2 separate regions of the Sus scrofa genome follow, and region 1 is linked to region 2. Evidence: chromatin contacts called from public HiChIP or PLAC-seq data. All regions are on one chromosome and are shown on one strand. Each heading gives the region's core, a stretch centred on a gene start, on an enhancer-like site or on the middle of the called end of the contact. The rest is flanking DNA. Distances are from core to core; before and after follow the strand shown. Region 1 holds the start of SNRPF (small nuclear ribonucleoprotein polypeptide F). Region 2 holds the start of ELK3 (ETS domain-containing protein Elk-3).

Region 1 (4,624 bases), core at 583-3,082, 270 kb before region 2:
ACTTTGCTGAGAAAACAGAAAAAAAAATCAGAGTTCTGAAGTATATATTGAGCTTTTAAAAGGTAACTTAATTATTAAGTTAAAAAAGCAGTTTTTCAGGTTGTAACCCAGCTGTGTGGTGCTGAGCAAGTTAGCTACCTGATGAGCCTATTTCCTTATCTCTAAAATGGAGCTATAACCACCAAATCATAGACTTTGTGGTACGATTTCCATAACAATTGTGAAGAAGCCTGGCATAGCGGAAGAAATCAAAGCCTGTACAAAGGCTAAATATTCGTTAAATGACCAAAGGACTAAGGAGAAAATCCACTGAATTTTGGCTTAAATAATTTCAACTGTTTGGCATAAACGACACTAGAGCAAAATTACTGCGCTTTCCTGGTGTTCTTTATCATTTAGATGGACACCATTAAAGTAAAATTAAGATCTACCAAACCCTTACATAGCCAAGGATAGTTCCAGCCTCTTTCACATTAATTACTATCTCACAGCCTTGCAGATAGAACTGTTTTTAAAGCCACATGAAACTGAGGAAGCAAACGCCTTCGGGAGTTAAGAAACTGCCCAATACCATTCCCACGTGATAGACGTTCTAAACTCAGACTGCCTCTAAAGTCTTAGCCACTACTCCACAATACCGCAACATTTAAATCTCAATTTTTTCTTCTTTCTTCTTATTTGTCTTTTTGTCTTTTCAAGGGCCGCTGCCGTAGCATATGGAGGTTCCCAGGCTAGGGGTCTAATCCGAGCTATTGCTACCGGCCTACACCACAGCCACAGCAATGTAGGATCGCAGCCGGATTGTGACCTACACCACAGCTCACGGCAACGCCGGACCCTTAACCTCCTTAACCCGCTGAGCAAGGCCAGGGATAGAACCCGCAACCTCATGGTTCCTAGTCGGATTTGTTAACCACTGAGCCACGACGGGAACTCCATAAATTTCAATTTCAAATTCAACTCCTTAGGGCTGCAAAAACAAAAAACAAAAAAGAAAAAAAAATTTTTTTAAAAGAATGTATATATGTGTATGATTGTGTCATTTTGCTGTACAACAGAAACTGGCACAATGTTGTAATTCAGCTATACTGAATTTATATGCAATTTATTTATAATATATATTACATGTATATAAATTTATATCCAAAATGTTTTAGATATATATATATTTGAAAAAAATAAATCCAGTATGAGGACTGTAGTGGGCCTCTGCTCGCAAAGCACAAGAAACAGGTGGACCGGGAGGCCACCACACCGTATTTTAGTCTCTGTCTGACCTCATCTGAAAAATATTCTGCAGTTGACTTTCTTCCGGTGCGTTTCACCTCCTTAAGTCTATCTAGTCTTGCTTCTTCCACTTCCTCTGAGATGGGGTGAAATGAGCACTACAGAATAGAGAGCCATCAGGTAGAACGGGACTGTGGCAGAGGAGTCCCCATGGCTCAGGATCTGTGGGAAAATGAAGAAGAAACTTGAGAGCCCCGAGCTCGTTTTCCCAGGTGTGCAAAGCCAAAGGAAACTCCACCAGCCAAGTTGGCGAGAAATCACGTCCATTCTGCAGGACAGACAGCAAACCCTCGAGGCAGGCGAGCAAACAGGCAACTCGAGCCACCTCTCTGCCTTTGCAGTGCCGCAGGTATCAGACCCATGCTGCTGAAGGTTTCCTATTTCCTGCCCCCGCCGGGAAGGCGCTCGGAAACTCGAGCCTGCTGGTTGCCAGGAGACAGGCCCCAGTCACTTCCGCCAATCAGCACGCATCTTTTTGCATCCAATCACAGAAGCCGGAAGAGCCGTAGTCGGAGGGGAAAGGTCACGCTGCTATTTGGCGGCCATTTCTCTGGAAGCTTGGTGGCTGGGAAGTTGCTGTAGCCAACTCCAGTCCACGAGGGCCGGACGGCGCTGAGTCGGCGGCGGGTAGTCTGCAGCATCTGCCCACTACAGCAGCAGTAGTCGCGATGGTAAGGAGAAAGAGAAGGTCAGAGTCGCCCGTGTGGGGGAGAGAGAGAGAGAGAGAGGGCGGGAGGGCGGGTGACCAGCTTCGCCGGGCCTTCGCGCGTTTCCCATTCATCCGCGTGAGGCCCCGCGCAGCCTGTGGCCAGCCCCTTTCTGCCAGTTCTGGGTGTCTGACGCACGCCCTCCTTCCCCTCCCTAGGAATGTCCCCTTCCCCCTCTTCTTCGTTTGAATCTGAGCCTGAGCTGCTCTTGCTGCCTGGGACCACAGAGTTGGAGTAAAGATGAAGCGGTTTTTCACGTACAGCTTACAGCACTCCAAAATCCGCTTTTGTCTGGTGATGCTGGGAAGCCCTGCAGCCCTTTGGAATACTGAGCCCGAGCTTTGAGCATTCATTTGTTCTCTTAGCAAATTTTTACTGAGCTCCTGCTACCTGTCAGGTGTGTTCTAGGAACTAGGACTATAGGGCGAGAAGTACTGGTGTGGCCCCTGCTCCAGTTTAAGTCGGTGTGAGAGAGAGAGAGACATTGATCAAATAACGACAAATACATAATTTCAAATAAAGTTAGTGCTAAGGAGGAAGCACACAGGATGCTATGAGGGGGTACCATGCTACGTTAGAAGTGTTTAAGGATGGCATCTTTGGGAGAAGGGATTTAACCTGAAACTTAAACGATATGAAATACACACCCTTAAAGAGGCGGAAGAGTGTATACACCAAGCTCAGGAAACATGAGCATAGACTCTGAGCCTCGAAAGAAAGCCTGACCAGTTGGAGGAATTGAGAGAAAGCCACAGCTGCTTGCTAGGATGGAGTGTTGGGCAAGTATTAGGCAGTTTTAGGAGGTCTGAGTTCTACTCCCGGGTCTACTTTGGAAAGCCATCAAAACATTTTAGGTAGAGATATGATGTGATAAAAAATACTTGCCGTGTGGCTAATAAATTGGAGAAAGAAAAGAGTGAAGACCATAGAACTATTTGAGATCACTCTGAGTATGCTTATCCTAGAGGGGTTTAGTAGCCAAGTTTCTTGGTTCTTTTCTCTCTTTGGGTGGATGGGCCAACAGATGAAGGAAGGGGGAAAAGTCTGAATTCGTTGGAGATACTGTTGCATTTGCTGAATAAACAAACATTAAGTGATTGATTGCCTATATGTAGGAGTCACTGCTAAGTCAAATAAGATCCAGGCCTACCTTTTCATAGTGAGAGACTCAATTATGATCTGCCCCTGCCTCTTCAGTAACTTCATACAAAACTAACTTTTATGTCCCTGAGATCACCTTGCCGAGTCATTCTTCCCTCCTTTTGCATAGGTAGCCTCCTCTGCCTAGAATAGCCTCTTTCCCTCTGGAAATATCTGTCATCCTTTAAAACAGGCATTTACTTACTTCAGGCAACTCTTCCATTTCTCTTAACACTGGATTGTTTGGTATCATGTAATAGCATTCTCCTCTTACTACATTACAAAGTAATTGCCCACTCGTGTATGTTTTGACCCTTCCCTCCCACTGTAGGTCTCTTAAGGACAGGGACTGTCATCTGCCTTTTTTTTTTTTTTTCTTTTTTTTCTATTGCCTTTTCCTTGGTTTCATTATATTTTTGGAACAGTGAGTGAATGTTTCTTAAGTGAACATTGAATAAGTCTTGATGGGGTTGATGAAATTGACTGGCTGGATATTTCTTTGAAGTTCTTCCACAAATAAAAGTGAAAATTATGTAATAACGTGAGATGGAGTCAAGAGTTTGCTTCATTTGGATACCACAGCATATTGGTAATTTGGCAGAAAAGAGTAGGTAATAGAAACCAAGCTAAAGAAACTTATTCAGTTGGGTTCTTTTTTTGTTTTTGTTTTGCAGAGTTTGCCTCTCAATCCCAAACCTTTCCTCAATGGGTTAACAGGGAAGCCAGTGATGGTGAAACTTAAGTGGGGAATGGAGTACAAAGGCTACCTGGTGTCTGTAGATGGCTATATGAATATGCAGGTAAGTGGAAGAGTTATGAAGATCATTAGATTGTATTTATTTTTCTTCATGTGACTTCTCAAAGGTTTGGTGTGACTTACAGGGATATAATTAATTGACAAACAAAGCAAAATTAAGGGGTCAAATCAAGGCTAAGGAGGATGTTATAATTTGATGAACTTTGTATGAGACATATTAAAAATTCAGCCACAGGAGTTCCCCGTCGTGGCGCAGTGGTTAACGGGCCCGACTAGAAACCATGAGGTTGCGGGTTCGGTCCCTGCCCTTGCTCAGTGGGTTAAGGATCGGGCGTTGCCGTGAGCTGTGGTGTAGGTTGCAGACGCGGCTCAGATCCCGCGTTGCTGTGGCTCTGGCGTAGGCCGGTGGCTGTGGCTCCGATTCAACCCCTAGCCTGGGAACCTCCATATGCCGCGGGAGCGGCCCAAGAAATAGCAACAACAACAACAACAACAAAAAGACAAAAGACAAAAAAAAAAAAAAAATTCAGCCACAGATTTGATTCCCAGGTGGTTAAAAGTAAGAAGAGCTCAGGCGTTTGATTCACAATGTCATAAGAAAAATATACTGATTTGTGGGGAAAGCAAAACATCCCAGCACTTGGTCCGAGAGAACCTTTTCCAGTGAAATTCGTGTCTTTTGATAAATGCTAAATGTACAAATCTAAGTAATTTGATAGAAGCAGTTCTTAAG
Region 2 (4,762 bases), core at 21-2,520:
CAGGTGGGGACACAGTAAGAGGCGTCATCTGTAAGCCCCGGAAGAGGGCCCTCGCCAAAAACCGAATTGGCTGGCATCTCCATCTTAGACTTCCCAGACTCCAGAACGGTGACAAAGAAACGGCTGCTGTATAAGCCGCCCCGTCTAAGGCGTTTATCATAGCGGCCTGAGCCAAGACGGCAGTGGCTGGCGCGTGCCAAGTCCAGAAGCTCCGGGCACCTGTACGTTATTCCCTGTGCCTTGAGGAAGAGCAGTGTCAGCTCTGAGTTACTCATTCCAATGAAGAGCTTGCTGTTGGTGGCGCGGACAACTGAAAACACCAGAAAAACGAGAGGTTTTCCTTTGGTTTGGGAAATGCCAGAACCGCCCAGAAGTGTTTCGGGAGTGCCTTGGACAAAGAGGCATTGCGGCAAACTAATTAAAGCTTGATGACAATATGTATGCTTTTTCTCTCTCACACATATTAGGATTCCACAACATACTGTATTGTTGTGAGGACACACAATAAAATGCATGAACGCCACGGGTTTAAGGGATACTTCGGCTTGGCCTTGCCCTGTGCTTTTGAGATAAAGCAACAAGGTGTTCTTAATTGTGCGTAGGAGACTTTTTTTCCTCCTCCAGAAGGATAATAAAATAAGTTGACATTGTCCCAGTCCACAGCTGCATCATACAGGGACATGCAGTGAGCTCTCCTGGGTGCCAGGGGAAGCCCGCTACATTGTAACCATCATCGCTAAAGTGGAAAATGAGCTGTGGCCAATCAAGGGCTTTCCTCCTCCCAACATCTCTTTCTTCTGTCCTCCCCACCTTGCCCTCCGCCCCCCCCCTTCCTGTCTCCCCACCCTTCTCAGAGGCCTGCTGGGCCTTGTCCCACCTCTCAGTGAACTAGCCACACCGGCCCCAAGCAAATGCTGGGAGCCCGAGGGTCCCCTGAGCCCAGGGTTCTGACTGGCACTTGGGGGTCCTAAGGAGAGTAAAATCCAACCCTCCACAGCTAGTCATAGTGAGATGGTCCCAAGCCAACCATCCTCAGAAGGGCTGCAAAAATAAGAAACAAACAAACAAGTGGAGGGACTCGGAAAGGCCATCCTTTGAAACCAACGCCCCCTCCCTGCCCCAGGGATCTGACTTAATTGGTTTGGGCTGTGTGTGGTGATCAAGAGGTTTCAAAGCCCTCCCCAGGTGATTCTAAAGTTTAGCCAGGGCTGAGAACCACCCCAGACCTCCCGCCTCAGGCCCGCAAAGGTGCGGCCAGGCAACTGGTGTTTTAACAAGCCCTCCCCGCGATGCTGGGGCGCGCTGAGGTTTGAGAAGCGCTGGTCTGTGCTGCTAAGGAGCGGAAAATGGAGGGGTCCAGGAGGTGAGCAGTCAGGGGTGGGAGCCTGGGGGCAGGGGGCTGGGGGCGAGGGCCTCTTCCATCCTCACCCTTCTCTCTCCTCTAAGCCTCAGGGCAGTGGACAAGCTCTCGGGTCGGAGCCTGGCCCGGAGCCCTTGGGGGTGGGCTGCCCTTGACGGATAGCGCGGCGTGGAGTCCAATTTTGAGATGATGAAGCCTCAGTCACTTAGCCCGGCGGAGGCTGCCCCTTTGCCTCCGGAGCCCCTAAGCAGGCAGGAAAGTTTGGGCCTGCAGTAGGCCATAGCAAACGGCCAGAAAGGGCTCTTCCTGGAGAATCGTGGCTTCCAGTTTATGGCTTCTCATCCTTTTCCCCAAAGTGGGCCCCCTACTCCGAGCGCTGGCTTTTTTTTTTTTTTTTTTTTTTTTAAATCCCAGACAGGAACTCTGTCCATCCCCGGCCAAAAACTGTGCCTCCTTTGCTGCACAGGCAACATCTTCTCATCCTAAGCAATCACGCCCCCACCCACGATCAAAGCGGCGCCCGGCCCAGAGCAAGCAGACCCCTTTCCCGATGCCCTAGCCCCCCCACTCTCCCGGCCCCGCGGACAGAAAACAGCCCGTCTAGCGGCCTCCCCACTTCGGGCCTCCCCGCCCAGGCCAACCAGGCAGGCAGGCAGGGCAAGACCCCCACTCAGGGGCCCAGCGCGGGGACTCCGGGGGAGCAGAGGGGTCCCCGGTGGTGCCCTATCCCAAGGTCAGCCCCCCGGCGCGTCGGGGGGCAGCGTCCCTGCGTTTCTGGCCGAGTTGCCCGCCCCCCGGTGGGGAGGGGCCGCGGCCACTCGGAGTCGCACGGGGTCCGGAGGCTCCTCCCCGGGGGTGGCCGAGCAGGAAGCGGGGCGCGGCGGGCGGGGGCGCGGGCGCGGTGCGGGGCCCCGGGCGGCGGAGTATGCGCGGGCCTCGGCGGCCAGCCCCGGCGCACAGCCGCGGCCGGGGCGCGCGGCGCGGGGCGGAAAAGCCTGTTTACACAGACTGCACACCGCCTGGGGAATAATGCAGTAAAGGAAGTGAGCCGGCTCGGCCTGACTGCTCCAACTTCCTGCTCTCACACACACCAGAGGAAAAAAAAAAAAAAAAAAAAAAAAAGAGGAGCGAGAGAAAGAAAAAAAAAGGGGGGGAAAATCAGGATCTCATTACAAGAGCCACAGACCGTCTGCAGACGCCTGTCAGCATGGAAATTCGGGGGCTTTCGCCCGGTTCCTCCTAGAAATTCCCCCGAAGAAGGATCTTGAAAGCTCCCCCACATCTGGGTAGGTAGTAGGGTTCGTGCCTGTTGCTTGGACAGTTGCAAAGTTTCGTGGCGGGTGGGGGGGGGTGTCTTTTTTCTTGCTTGCTTTTTCCCTACGGCTTGGGGGGGGGGTGGGACCGGGTGGGCGCCGTGCTGGGGGGCTGCGGGCCTGGGGCGGAGGGCGGCCTCCGAGAGGGGACGCCGCGGGGATGCTCCTGCGGCGGGTTGGCGCGCCGGCCGGGGGGCTGCGGGCACCAGGCGCTGGCACACCCCGCCCTGGGCTGCGCTGCGAGCCGGGAGGAGGGGGCGCGCGGGAGAGTTGGGGGGGACGGTGAGACTCGGGGTCCCTGGGAAGAACGGTGACTGGCGCGGGCTGCGTGCCTGGTGGCTGGACCACCGCCGACCTTCAGCCGGGGCTGGGGAGCCCCCCAGAGTGGCGGTGGGCACCGATGCTCGGATCCAGGGAAAGGACAGGGGTGGAGAGGGAAGCGGAGGGCGTGGGGAGCGAAGCCGAGGGGCTGGGGGGAGCGTCCCCTCGGGCTCGGCAGGTGACCCCCCGCCCGGGTCGCCGCCCCAGGCGCACGCCCAGCCGGACCTTTAAAAGCTAGTGGCGTTATTACTGGACACGGGTTTGGAGGAGGACCGGGCAGGAGATGATTTTGGAGCCCCCGGCACTTGAGGACGAGGCGTTTTCGCTTGCAACTGAATGCTGGCCTGTAATGCTACTGTAACTTTTGAGGGAGGAATTACGGTTTTGGAGGGTTAAAAAAGAAAAGAGGGCTCGGTTTTGTTAGGTTTTCTGAACCGAATCACCCCGAGGACAAGCTGCCGTTAGGCGGCGGGTGGGGGTGGGAGAAAGAAATGTTATTTCAGAAACTGCAAAAGGGGCTTTTTAGAAGAAGAAGAAGAAAAAAGAAAAAAAAAAAAAACAAAACACACACACACACAGTGTCGGGAGAGTTTCTGGCTTGTCTGGAAACGGCAAGACTAATTGCCATGCGCTTCCGCTTTGAAACTGGCAGCAGACAGCATCTTGAAAATGACTCACTAGAGGAGCTCACAAAGAAACTGTGGTTTGCTCCTTCTCAGGTTTATGTATTTGTGCCTTTTACAGTTTCCTTTGTAGTGTTCGAGGGGTCACCCGCCCCTTCCCCGCCGGCCCCTCTCCCACCCTCCTGCTCCTGGAAGCCCCTGGCTGGTCTTTAACTCCCCCCAGCACCCCAGCAGGGAGGAAGGGGGCTGGGGGAGGCTGAGTTGTTTTTGGAGTTGGCTGGGGAGAGGGTTAAAGGGATTCTGCTGCTGCAGGGGGAAAAAGTTCCCTGAATTTTCCACTGGCTGCTGCAGGAAGAGAGAGCCCCTTTAGTCATTGCTAAGTAATGTCTGCACACACACCAACTAATCTCATTAGGAGTTTCCGCTGCTCGGCACAGGAGGGGTTTTGTGCAGCCACTGTCAGCCGGGGGAGCCCTGCGCTGGAGAGGCAGACACGTTACGGCTTTATTTACTTAGAGGGGCAGCCAGCCGCCCAACGAACCTTTTCAGGGCAGCATCTTGAAAACTTTGAAGTCATTTTGGATTTCGGACTTAGCAGGTTTTTCCCTCCTAGGTGTGTGTGTCTCTCTGTGTGTGTGTGTGTGTGAAGTCTCTCTTGCTAAAGCTGCTCAAACACACCCACCCTCTGTGCGTGGGGGAGGGGGCGGGGGGGGGAGTGAGGTGATGAGAAACTAAGCCAGTTCCAGGCATCTATTAATGAGCTCAAATTGATTTCAGAGTCTTATTGCCAAACAAAATACCCTCCGATCGCTCTCCGTTTTTTCCTCTCCTTCTGTGACACACATTTATTTGAGAAAGGTCGCTTATAAGTTTCAATTTATGGGGATTATAAAATTACAAATTGTGTTAGGAGGGCAGGTGGGTCAGACAGTTACCAAGACTGTCCCTAAGTGTTTTTAGAGTTTCCAGTAATGATCCTGCCTGCAAAACCCCCTGATGGTCATTCTATGCCAAATATAGCAAAGGCCTCTGGCCTTTTTTTTTTTTTTTTTTTAAACCTTTAAATGTTGGAAATATGAAGCATTACTAAGAAGGGTAAAAGATTTTAAGGAACCCGATGGGAACTGTGGGGCTCCTTTGATGAT

What was found. HiChIP or PLAC-seq counts read pairs in DNA pulled down with a chosen protein or histone mark.
Region 1: a contact with region 2 is called in an H3K27ac HiChIP or PLAC-seq map of alveolar macrophages. The contact joins the promoter of SNRPF here to the promoter of ELK3 in region 2. A contact is called at or near these places in 2 of 47 Hi-C or Micro-C datasets (embryonic fibroblasts and liver) and 1 of 2 datasets of contacts at active chromatin or transcription factors (alveolar macrophages).

What each region holds. Positions count from the first base shown.
Region 1 is chr5:87,620,071-87,624,694 of Sscrofa11.1, reverse strand. SNRPF (small nuclear ribonucleoprotein polypeptide F) reads left to right here and starts at 1,832. Exons shown (of 4, transcript NM_001190213.1): 1 at 1,832-1,958; 2 at 3,809-3,934. The coding sequence starts at 1,956.
Region 2 is chr5:87,351,709-87,356,470 of Sscrofa11.1, reverse strand. It overlaps ELK3 (ETS domain-containing protein Elk-3), which reads left to right and starts at 1,270. Exons shown (of 5, transcript XM_021092733.1): 1 at 1,270-1,363. LOC110260790 (a long non-coding RNA gene) reads left to right here. Exons shown (of 4, transcript XR_002344245.1): 4 at 1-798.